Regions from separate parts of the Macaca mulatta genome. Here region 1 is linked to region 2. The links are chromatin contacts, called in public Hi-C maps. All regions are on one chromosome and are shown on one strand. The core of a region is the stretch at or near the end of the contact, and the rest is flanking DNA. Distances in the headings are between cores, read along the strand shown.

Region 1 (5,981 bases), core at 2,509-5,008, 49 kb after region 2:
ACAAAAGCGAAACTCCGTCTGAAAAAAAAAAAACAAAGCCGGGCGTGATGGCGGGCGCCTGTAGTCCCAGCTACTCGGGAGGCTGAGGCAGGAGAATGGCGTGAACCCGGGAGGCAGAGCTTGCAGTGAGCAGAGATCGCGCCACTGCCCTCCAGCCTGGGTAACAGAGCGAGACTCCATCTCAAAAAAAAAAAAAAGCCGGGTGTGGTGGCAGGCACCTGTAATCCTAGCTACTCAGGTACTTAGGAGACTGAGGCAGGGGAATCTCTTGAACACGAGGCAGAGGTTGCAGTGAGCCAAGATGGCACCACTGCACTGTAGCCTAGGCGACAGAGCAAGACTCTGTCTCAAAAAAAAAAAAAAAAATCATGCTAATTTTATATATTACTCCATACTTTGGCAATGTTTACTTTCACATGAAGTGTGTTACTAATACTGGGAAACTTGGCTCTCTACCCTGCACAAAAGCTCTAAATGTCTTCTGCATTAAGATTTTCTTTCTGGCTGGGTGCGGTAGCTCACACCTGTAATCCCAGCACTTTAGGAGGCCGAGGCAGGCAGATCACCTGAGGTCAGGAGTTCAAGATCTGCCTGGCCAACATGGTGAAACTCCATCTCTACTAAAAATGCAAAAAAAAATTAGCTGGCCATCCTGGCACACGCTTGTGATCCCAGCTACTCAGGAGGCTGAGGCAGGAGAATCACTTGAACCCAGGAGGCGGAGGTTGCAGTGAGCTGAGATCACACCACTGCACTCTGGCCTGGGCAACAGAGTGACACTCCATCACAAAAAAAAAAAAAAAGATTTTCTTTTCTGGCTTCTCCTATTAGAACCAAGTCCAGCTCATGTGCATGATCAAACATCTGCTGTTCTTGTTTACCAATGTGTATGACAAATTATTAGGTACAAAGGACCTCCAGCGTGGCTCTTGCATGCCCCAGGGTCTTAAGAAGCACAGATCCAGGCTAATCATCTGATTAGTGTGCTGAGTACCTGGTTTCCAACTCATTGTAGTAAACCCCGTCACCTTCTCGGAAGATGAAGAAGTAGTTTTCCTCATAGCCCTTGCTAGCTTTGTTCTTCACGTTCCAGTTGTACTCCCGAGCAATTTTGTAGTCATACCTGAGGATGAGGGCACAGGTTCAGTCCCATTTCCTCCCTATCCCTATCGCAATCCCAATCTCCAAAACTTCCCATTCCCCAAAACTTAACCCCAACCCACGCACACATCATCTGGTGCATAGTCCATCTCCTCCTCCTGGTCCCGCTTTCGTTTCTTCAACGTCTCTTCTACAGGCAGGAAATAGGCCACAAACTGGTTCCCTTCCTCATCCATCATGCCCCTGGTTGGGGGAAAAGGAGTGGCAATGAAGTGTGAGGCCAAAAGGCAGCAAGGAGCAGGCCAAGGTGGGCAGCAGGACCAACTACCTAATCATGGCCTGAGACATCATCTCCAACGCAGCTGCGCCACTTGTGTCCTTGGGGGCTGGGTCTGAGTCAAAGATCACCTGAGCACATGGATTGATCCACATCTAGGGAGATGGAGGCACTGGGGTTAGATGGGAATAGGCACAAATAGGCTGTCCCTTTCTACCTCCCACCTTGGGCCTGACCTTAAAGTCTGGGAAGACAGGCATGACCTCCACCGGTGTGACTCGGGGTTTGCTGTAGTGCTGGGAGATCTGGTGGGACAAAAACAGGGTGAAGAGCAGCTCTGCAGCCATACCCTTACCTCTCCCCATCCCAGTCCCTCAATTACTGATTTCTGGGCATCCTCAAAAGTCTTCTCAATGGCTGTGATCTGGCTATCCCTGTCTTTGTATATTTCTTCCTCGGTAAACTGCTGCTTCACAGAAACCCCAATCCTAGGAATGAAGAAAAAGGCCTTTAGGGGCCACTGGACACACCTGGCATCTCCACCTTCCCTCTCTCCCTGTTTGCAACTTACTTGACCTCAGGCTTCTCATTGGAGATGCCGTAACGGTTAAACTCAGTGGAGATGTACTCTGTCTTTCGCATCCATGGCACCACCTTCGCGTGCTGCTGGGATCTGGGGTAGGAAATCAGGTGCCTCAGAACCCCACCGCCCTCCTGCTTGTAGGGCCCACCGGAGCCAGTCCCCAGCACCCATTTGCTACCTGCTCACCTCTTGGAGCTGGTGGGGGCCTGAATCTCCTCTTCCAAAAGTTTCTCATCAGCTGGATCTAGAAGAACTAGAGAGCGGGGCGGGGGGAGGGGGGAAGGAGGACCATGAAGGAGGCCCAGGTCCTTTGCTGCCCTAGAGCAGACCCTCCCTGTCTCCCCACACACCATTGGGGTCGATGCGGTAGGTGTCAGGATTGATGAGATCGATGGTGACCCCCAGGTCTGGCTCAGTCAGGAGGTCATGTTTGTGCTGTTTCTCCAACGAAGTGGCTTTGTACTGGACGAACCTGGGTGGGGAAACACCTCTTGTGGTGTCTGGATTCCAGCTTCACCCCTCACAGCCCTGCTTCTCAGAGGCGAAGCTTCTTTGGGGAGGAACTCAGAATGAAGTGTCCCCCATGGCGGAGTCTGAAAGCTGGCTCCCCAGTGGGAAGGGACTTGGACACTGCTTGCTCCATTCATTAACAAACAATTGAGCAGCTACTACTATGTGCTAGGCAGGTACTGTGCTAGGCCCTGAGCAAACAGCAGCCGACGAGACAAGCAGTCCCTGCCTTCAAATAACTCATACCTGAATAGTTTTCCCATTCTTAGTCTCACCTGTTCTGGTCGAAGGGGTAGGTGATGAACTTGGGGTCGAAGGGGATATCAGGGAGGCTATTGCAGTACTTGACTCGGCAGACCACTCCAGACCTAGGAACGTTAGTGGCTCAAAAGTGGGTCCCCGCTGCCCCACCTCTGCTCCCAGCCCCACTGCCCCACCGCTCCTGGGAAAGCACAGTGAGGCTCACCTCTCAGGCAGAGTCCGGTGGGAATTGGGCCTAGTGGAGAAGAAAGACAGTGATAGGTGGAGAGGACGGGATTGACAGGAGAATGAAAAAGGCTTCCCCAACCTTTCAAAAAGTAGAAGGAGGGATGACAAATGCTGGTTTCTTTTGGTGGTGGGGGGTGTCCAAATGCTTTAATGGAGGGAAACAAATGTTCAACTTATTTAGAAAGAAGAGCCCCCAAAAGCTTTAATGAACAAGGCCAAGTGCTCCATCCCTTTTGCAGGGGATGGCTTCAAGTGCTTTAATAAAGAACCATGTACTCAATCGTCTTTGGAAGAGGGGTCTCCAAACGCTTGACTGGAAGGATCCCTTCTGGAGAGTCTCCAAAAGCTTAATCCCTGAAGTGCACGGCGGGGAGGAGGGGAACACCTGAATCTCAGAAGGAACCCGCTCCCTTCGTCAAAGGTGAGCGCTCCATGACGTCACGGGCAGACCTGGGGGCTGGTGACGTTGTCCAGCAGAAACCCTATCCCGATCCCCCACCTTGCTGAAACAGAAAACCGTGGCGCCTACCTGTGGCCATCCTCCCGCTGGGCCTGGGTCTGGATGGTGGGCGCCATAGCGACGAGGCGACGGCAGCCCGGACGGGGTCCTAGCGGGGCCGAAGGGGGACGCGGAGGGGCGTGCCGACTTCAGGGGACGCCTGATCCGAGGCAGGCCCAGGTTGGCGCCGCTCCCCGCGGAAAGTGAGATGAGGTGGGCGGGCAAGAAGTGCTCCAGCGAGACTCAGGTGAACGCGCAGGCAGCACCAGGGACGGACTCGAAGCTCCTGTTCCACCAACTGCCGCCAAGACGCTGAGGACCCAACGGGGCTCCTCACGGCGCGACGCCTTCGGGGAAATGAAGTCCGGAACGGAACCACACACGGATTGGCGAGCGTCTGGGTGAAGGGCGGAGCAAGGGAGAGAGGTGCTTCTGTGATTGGTGAAAAGATCTCAGTCTGGACCTCGGATTTGAGAGTAACGTAACGTAGGAGCACCTCCTTCCCTTCCATTGGCTTAATTGCCTGCGAGGTGGGATAACTAGCAAACGGGGACTAGAAATAGGGATGTCGAACAGCAAAGCGGGGAGACGCAGTTGTGACGCACTTCCGGCGGCCTACGCGAGAAAGATGGCTGCATCCCAGCAGCAAGCTTCAGCGGCTTCCTCAGCTGCTGGTGTATCGGGTCCTAGTTCGGCTGGCGGCCCGGGTCCCCAGCAGCAGCCGCAACCGCCAGCACAACTGGTGGGCCCTGCCCAGAGCGGCCTGCTGCAGCAACAGCAACAGGACTTCGATCCTGTGCAGCGTTATAAGATGCTCATCCCGCAGCTGAAGGAGAGTCTACAGGTGATTGGCCTTAAGCAGCGAGAAGCAAACTGCATTTGGTAGTCTAACTTCAGAGGGGCGGGCCGAGGGCCAGGTTAGTCGGAGAGAGTGCTAGGCAGAAAGAGAAGTAGAACCTGCTGTTTTGGCCTGGCGCGGCGGCGCACGCCTGTGTTCCCATGCCTGTCATCCCAGCACTTTGGGAGGCTGAGGCGGGCGGATAACTTGAGGTCAGGAGTTCTAGACCAGCCTAGTGAAACCCCGTCTCTACTAAAAATACAAAAATTAGCCAGGCATGGTGGCGCGCGCCTGTAATTACAGCTACGCGGGAGGCTAACGCAGGAGAATCGTTTGAACCCAGGAGGCGGAGGTTGCAGTGAACCGAGATCGTGCCATTGCACTCCAGCCTGGGCAACACAGCGAGACTCCGTCCAAAAAAAAAAAAAAACCTGTTGTTTTATGCGAGACCTAAGCGAAGCTCGGCAGAGATGATAGAATCAGCGCTGATGTTGAGGCTGGGACTGGCTGGAGGAGTGAGGGGTTGTTTAAAGGAGAACTGAGCTCTGGTCGTTAAAGCCTGAGGAGAGGACTAGCTTATACTGAGATTCTGCCCTTGATTGATAGGTGAGGGAGGACGCTTAGATTATTGGCGAGAAGCTCAGGTGAGAGCGGACCTCTGGAACGATGGAGTGGTGACAGCTATAGGAATCGAAACAAGTATTTGGAAAGTCACGAGGGAAGGTGCCAGTTGAAAAGACCTGAGATTGAGTGATCTTAAGGAAGAGTGTTCCCTTTTGTTTTTCCATTTCCCACATGTTTTGTTTTTGTTTTGACTAGACCTTGATGAAGGTTGCAGCACAAAACTTGATTCAGAACACTAACATCGACAATGGACAGTGAGTGCAGCCCCCTTTCCCAGGATATTCCGTTGCCTCCCCAGTCTTTGAAATTCATCTTTCTTTCTCCTCCCTGCCCACCTCACCTCCTATATTTACTTTTTTTTTTTTTTTTTTTTTTTGAGACAGGGTGTCCCTCTGTCACCCAGGCTGGAATACAGTGGCACGATCTTGGCTTATTGCAGCCTTGAACACCTGAGCTCAGGTGATCCTCTTGCCTCTGCCTCCCAAGTAGCCAGGACTGCAGACATGGCTACAGACTACAGATGCCTGGCTAAGTTGTAAGATTTTTTATAGAGACAGAGTCTTGCTATGTTGCCCAGGCTGGTCTCAAACTCCTGCCCTCTAGCGATCCCCTCAGCCTCACGAATCACTCCTCCTATTTTATTTTATTTTGTTTTTGTTGTTTTGTAGAGACAGGGTCTTGCAATGTTGCCCAGGCTGGTCTCAAACTCCTGGGTTCAAACAGTCCTTCCACCTTGGCCTCCCAGAGTGCTGGGATGACAGTCATGAACCATCACAACCAATCTTTTTCTTTTTTTTTTGGAGATAAGAGTCTTGCTCTGTCGCGCAGGCTGGAGTGCAGTGGCACAGTCTCGGCTCACTGCAACCTCTGCCTCCCGGGTTCAAATGATTCTCCTGCCTCAGCCTGCCAAGTAGCTGGGACTACAGGCATGTGCCAGCACATCTGGCTAATTTTTTGTATTTTTAGTAGAGATGGGGTTTCACCATGTTGTCCAGGCTGGTCTCGAACTGCTGACCTCAGGTGATCTGCTCAACTCGGCCTCCCAAAGTGCTGGGATTAC
Region 2 (5,907 bases), core at 2,088-4,587:
TTGGCCAGGCTGGTCTCAAACTCCTGGCCTCAAGTGATCCACTGGCCTCAGCCTCCCAAAGTGCTGAGATTACAGGTGTGAGTCACCATGCCCGGCCACTGCTTTCTTTTTCTCCTTGGAAAGTAACACAAAGTAACACTGTATTTCCTTATTGTTTGTGTCCCCAGGAACTAGAATATACGTTTTTTTTTTTTGGTTTTTTGTTGTTGTTTTTTTTTTTTTTTTTTTTTTTTTGAGATGGAGTTTCACTGTTGTTGCCCAGGCTGGAGTGCAATGGCATGATCTTGGCTCACTACAACCTCCGCCACTCGGGGTTCAAGCAATTCTCCTGCCTCAGCCTCCCAACTAGCTGGGACTACAGGCATGCGCCACCACGCTCCGCTAATTTTGTATTTTTAGTAGAGACAGGGTTTCACGTCATGTTGGTCAGGCTGGTCTCGAACTCCTGACCTCAAGTGATCCACCTTCCTTGGCCTCCCATAATGCTGGGATTACAGGTATGAGTCACCGCACTCATCCTACGGTTGTATTTTTAGCACCTTAAGCAGAGCCTGGCACATATTGGATACTCAAGAAATATATATATATATATATATATATATATATATATTTTTTTTTTTTTTTTTTTTTTTTTTTTTGAGACGGAGTCTCGCTCTGTGGCCCAGGCTGGAGTGCAGTGGCACGATCTCGGCTCACTGCAAGCTCCACCTCCTGGGTTTACGCCATTCTCCAGCCTCAGCCTCCTGAGTAGCTGGGACTACAGGCGCCCGCCACCGCGCCCGGCTAATTTTTTGTATTTTTAGTAGAGACGGGGTTTCACCGTGGTCTCGATCTCCTGACCTTGTGATCCGCCCGCCTCGGCCTCCCAAAGTGCTGGGATTACAGGCGTGAGCCACCGCGCCCGGCAAGAAATATTATTGAATGAATTAATGAACCAGCAGTTATCAAGCACAATCATTTTATACAGTGTGAAGGCTGTTGCTTAAATGCAGGAGGTAGTGGATGGGGTTTGTGACATGGCCCCACCCTGGTGAAATGGCCTTTCCTCAAAGCGTCTATGCCACACTGTCCTGGTCTTCCTCTCTCTGGCTGCCCTTTTCAATATTCATCGACAGTGTCAATTCCTTTGCTCAAATCCTGCCTCTCCGTTTCAGAGTTCTGTTCATTCCCTGTCTCCAATGATCCTTCACACCCTCCCCGCGCTAGACCCCTAACTCCCACAGCCTCAATTACCATCTTTGACGATTCTTAAATCTTGGTCTCCAGCCTCAATTTCTCTCTTAAGCTCCAGACCCGGGGTTTGTGTACCTCCTGGACCTCGCTGCTAGGCATCCACATTGGGCTTAGTATCTTCCCAACCTGCTTCTCCTCTGGGGCCCAATCTCCCGGCCAGAGGGCCTGGTTCTAAACTTTTCTCCCCCTTCCACTCCATGGCCAGCCAGTTTCAGGGCCCGTTTGCTCTGCCTCCAGGGCGTCCCTCCCACCTGCACCTCCTTCCCTCCCCACAGTCCCTCCCTTGTGCAAACCCCCCTCTTTCTTCCCCAACTCCTCCCCCAGCTGTCTTCCTGGACTCCTGACCCCGTTTCATTCCCTCCAATCCGCCCTCCATGTATAAGCCAGAGAGACAGCTCTCCAAAACCCCCGACTCACCATGATCCTCCCCGGCTTGAAGCCCTTCAGGGCTCCCTAGTGCCCTCGGGACAAGTCCAAACTCTCTCAAGTGGCCAAACAACTGGCCTCTGCTCGTTCCTCACCCCTCCCTGTCTTCAACTCGACCCTCGACCCCGACTGGCTCTCTGAGTGCCTGTAACAAGCCAGATCTCTGTCACCGAGAGCCTTCTGAACACAGATCCCTCTGATTAGTTCACCCAGACCCAAGACAGTTTGTGGAACGCCCAGATCACAACCAAAGTCATAGCAACAACTCCCGTTTATTGGCGGCCTCCTTGATCCCGAGCGCTTTCTGTGCATTCGCTTCCCACCCTAACGGCTAGATCTCGCCTCGCCATTCCCATCGGAGAGAGCAAGCGGCAGGCTCAGAACAGCGCGATGAGAAAGCCGAGCCCCCCAAAGCCCGAGTGCAGACGCCTACCGGGGACAGCGTTGGGTGGGGCGGGCCACCCAAGGGGCGGGGAAGAGGAGGACTGGAACGTCTGAATCGGGAACTGCGACTTCGCTCCGGGCAGCTGGGGTGGACGCGCGCGAGCCTGCCCCCTGCGGGCCTGGAGGCCCAATCCCAGGCTCCGCCGGGCCCGTTACCCTAGGCAACGCCGCGCGCGCCCCGCCCCCTCCCCGCCCCCCAGCCCCAAACCCCAGGCCTGACCGACTGCCCGTCACCCCCACGTCCGACCAATCCCGCCGAGGAGGGGGCGGGCCTCTTGGGTCCCGTTCCACCACCGTCGCTCCTCTCCTCGCCGGGACCCCGCCTTACTCGGCTCACACCTCCCGCCCTTCGGGCTGCCCTCGCCGCCCGTTGGCTGGCGCGCCGTTCGTCACCCGGGCGTGAGCTAATGCCGGCGCGCGGCGGCCCCCGTCGGGGCGGGGCCAGGGGCGGTGACGCACGGCGCGGTGACGCAGCGCGGCGGCGGCGGCGGCGGCGGCGGCGGCGGTGGTCGGTGCGGGAGGAGGGAGGGGAGCTTGCGGGCCCGAGAGGGGGCGACGGCGGCAGCGGTGGCCTGAGGAGGCCCGAGCGGCGGCGGTGGTGGCGAAGGCCGAGGCGGTGAGTCTCGGGCCGGGCCGGCGCGGGGCGGCGGCGGGTCAGGGCGCGCGGGGCTCCCCTCAGGGCGACCCAGGCCGCGCGGGCGGCCCCGCCCCCTCAGGGACCCCGAACCGCGGGCGGCGGCGGCGGGCGGGTGCGGAGCGCGGGCTTCGGGGGTCGGGCCCACGGGAGAAGCCCCGCGCCCGTCCCCAGTCTCCCTCCTGGGCCCTGGCAGAAGCTTCTCTCCGAAATCCTCCCCGTGCCCTCGGGATTGCCGAAGGGCCGGGCCGGGGGCCCCTCCTCAGGACCCCACGCACATCCTCCTCGGAGAGCCCCGGAAACCCTGCCGAGCCCCCGTGTGCGCCCCGAAAGGTCCCTGCAGAACCCACCTCTCCCGTGGAGCCGCCTCCCCGAGCCCTTCGAGGGTCTCGGCAGCCTTCCTTGCAGACCCCCACTCTTTGGCCCCGAAGCCCCCGTCGTCCTCCTGTCTCCAGAAATAGTCCTCGGAGGCCATTCCTCGTCCATTCCACAGCGTGGCTCTCATAGCTGCTCCAGGAGCCTTCCTCACGAGCTCTGCACACCTCCCCAAGGCTCCCTCCGGACCCCTGTCCGTTCCAGAACTCTCCCCCAGAGCCCTGCCTCTCACAGCCCAACAGGCTCACCCCCGACTTCCCCCTCCCAGATCCTAAGAATTTTCCCTCCTACTTACCCCATTCCAGAAACCTCCTTGGAGATTTTCCGCTCATACCCCCTGCATTTCTGAGTCCCCCTCCCAGAAGTCCTTCAGAATGCCCCCGAAGAACCCTGATCATCTTCCCTGAAGATCTCCTTCCCATATCCCCAAAATAAATCTTCCTCACAGACTTTCTGAAATGCCCCCAGATCCCGAAAACTCACCTGGAAGACCCCATCCCACTCCCCACCATATTGCAACCTTCTCTAATACACACTCCCCCTTCACGTATCCCTCTGGATCTTTCCACAGATCCCAAAAGTCTCCCCCAGAGGCCTCCTGTCTCCCCCTGGTCTCACCACCCTGAAATGCCCTAGAGATCACCCTCAGGTAGCCCAACCATCTTCCCCGGGACCCCCTTCCCCACCCCCACTCATTCTTAAAGTCTCCAGCGATTGCCTGAAATCTCCAGAGGACTCTCAATTTCATATTTCAAAAGCTTCTTCCAAAACCCCTTTTACATACTCCACATATTTTCCAGTCCCCCACATCACACGCTCCAAAAATGGTTTAAGGATCCTGAAAACTTTCCTCATGGTTTATCTCTCAGATCCCCTAGAACTCCCCTTCACTTACACTTCAGAATCCCCCCTTGCAGACCGGTTTTAGAGGAATTTTCTAAAGATCCTCCTCACAACCCCTGTAAGACCGTAAGATTCTCTTGGTGACCCCTCTGAGATGCAGGTTTTCAGGACCCCCCCCCCCCACACACACACACACACAGCTTAGAGACTCCAGCAAACCCCTGGAACCCTCCTGATGTTGTTCTTGAAATCCCTCCAAGACCTTCCTGACACCCCCAGAACCCCTTGAATCAATACTTCTGCCTTACTAAGGGACTTTTCTGGAGATGTCACTCCCTGAACTTGCTCACACAGGTCCCCTAAATCCTCTAGAATCCCCTGAAGAAGACCCTCACACACACCTAATTTCCCCCCAAAATAACCCTCTGAGCTCCTGCTCTGAGAAAGTCCTAGAATTCTTTCTGAAAAACCCACTCCTCTGACACTCAGAAGACCCCGCCTTCCCCATGTACTCTTTTGGAGACTTTACTCAGGTTTCTCCTCAACTGAGATCTCTGAAGAGTTTTTCCTAAAAAGATCACTCTGTCATCCCACTCCAGGACCAGTCTCAGAAGACCACACCTTCCTCAGACACTCTTTAGATAATTTTCTTACAAATTGCCCTCCATCAACCACCCACTCCTAGCGCTTCCTGAGACTTCCTCAGAACTTTCCCTCAGATTCCACTTCTGACATCCCCAAGAAACGTTATTCAGTACCCTATCAAATTTACCCCCTCGCTTTAGAATTCCTATTTACACCATCTCATTTCCCCATTCTCTTTCCTCTGAAGTCAACTCAGAGACCTTTCTCAGGGGGCCCCCTTTTCCTAGTATCCCTTCAGAGGCCCCCAACATTCTCCAGACTCGTCACTCAAGAGCCTCTATGTTTCCTTGTAAAGATTCTTGAGAGACACCTTTCCCCACCCCCTTGAAATCCCAATGCTCCAAGACCTTTCTTTCAGACCATTTTTCTCAGGTCCCATCCTCATAGACCCCTCTTCCCTTTCAAGATCAAGAGACACTTAACACCCTCCTTAGAGACAGGATTTTCCCCATTTCCCTTTGAGAAGCCTTCTTCCTTCTCCCCTTTGAGGGCCTCCTCACCAAAGAATCCCTTCCACTATAGCAGTGGTTCTCAAAGTGTGGTTCCTGGCCCAGCAGCAACCACATTTGTTAGAAATACACATTCTTGAGTCCTACTCAGATCTACTGAATCAGAAAACCTGGGAGCAGGGCCCAGCAATCAGAGTTTTTAACAAACAATCCTGGTCATTTTGATGCACACACAAGTTTAAGAACCTGTGCCAGCCGGGCGCGGTGGCTCAAGCCTGTAATCCCAGCACTTTGGGAGGCCGAGACGGGCGGATCACGAGGTCAGGAGATCGAGACCATCCTGGCTAACACGGTGAAACCCCGTCTCTATTAAGAAATACAAAAAAAAACTAGCCGGGCGAGGTGGCGGGCGCCTGTAGTCCCAGCTACTTGGGAGGCTGAGGCCGGAGAATGGCGTGAACCCGGGAGGCGGAGCTTGCAGTGAGCTGAGATCCGGCCACTGCACTCCAGCCTGGGTGACAGAGCGAGACTCCGTCTCAAAAAAAAAAAAAAAAAAAAAAAAAAAAAGAACCTGTGCCCTTTAAGAGGATTTCCTTTTCCCCACAAAAACCCCCTGAAAGATGCCTCAGGGTGTGCCTCTGTGCCCTACTGCTCACTGCTATTTTCCTGTTTCCCAGGAATCCCCTTTACAAAGTACCCATCCTCCAGAAAGATTTCTTACCTACCTTGAAAGGATCTTGGCTTCTTCACAAGGTTACTCCATCCTCTGAGCAGTTATTTCCCATTCTACTTTTGAATGGTTTCTTTTCAGATCTTCCTCGGTGCTTTCTCTTTCTGGCTATCCCTGCAGCCCACTCC

The links. Hi-C and Micro-C count contacts between places; a contact is called where the count stands out from the background.
Region 1: a Hi-C map of cortical neurons shows a contact between it and region 2, with 2.2 times the contacts expected there. The contact joins the promoter of PAF1 here to the promoter of LRFN1 in region 2. A contact is called at or near these places in 4 of 14 Hi-C or Micro-C datasets (blood, cortical neurons, fetal cortex germinal zone and 1 more).

Annotation. Positions count from the first base shown.
Region 1 is chr19:50,485,931-50,491,911 of T2T-MMU8v2.0, forward strand. PAF1 (PAF1 homolog, Paf1/RNA polymerase II complex component) reads right to left here and starts at 3,759. Exons shown (of 13, transcript XM_077982693.1): 1 at 3,490-3,759; 2 at 2,747-2,839; 3 at 2,312-2,433; 4 at 2,148-2,214; 5 at 1,950-2,051; 6 at 1,761-1,866; 7 at 1,615-1,683; 8 at 1,430-1,533; 9 at 1,228-1,344; 10 at 995-1,123. The coding sequence starts at 3,536. All of the region lies in intron 1 of GMFG (glia maturation factor gamma), which reads right to left. It overlaps MED29 (mediator complex subunit 29), which reads left to right and starts at 4,008. Exons shown (of 4, transcript NM_001266003.1): 1 at 4,008-4,303; 2 at 5,117-5,175. The coding sequence starts at 4,025. LOC144337486 (a long non-coding RNA gene) reads right to left here. Exons shown (of 3, transcript XR_013410671.1): 2 at 5,973-5,981; 3 at 4,096-4,462.
Region 2 is chr19:50,436,980-50,442,886 of T2T-MMU8v2.0, forward strand. LRFN1 (leucine rich repeat and fibronectin type III domain containing 1) reads right to left here and starts at 3,338. Exons shown (of 5, transcript XM_077982640.1): 1 at 3,088-3,338. All of the region lies in intron 1 of GMFG (glia maturation factor gamma), which reads right to left. It overlaps SAMD4B (sterile alpha motif domain containing 4B), which reads left to right and starts at 2,533. Exons shown (of 14, transcript XM_015123901.3): 1 at 2,533-2,719.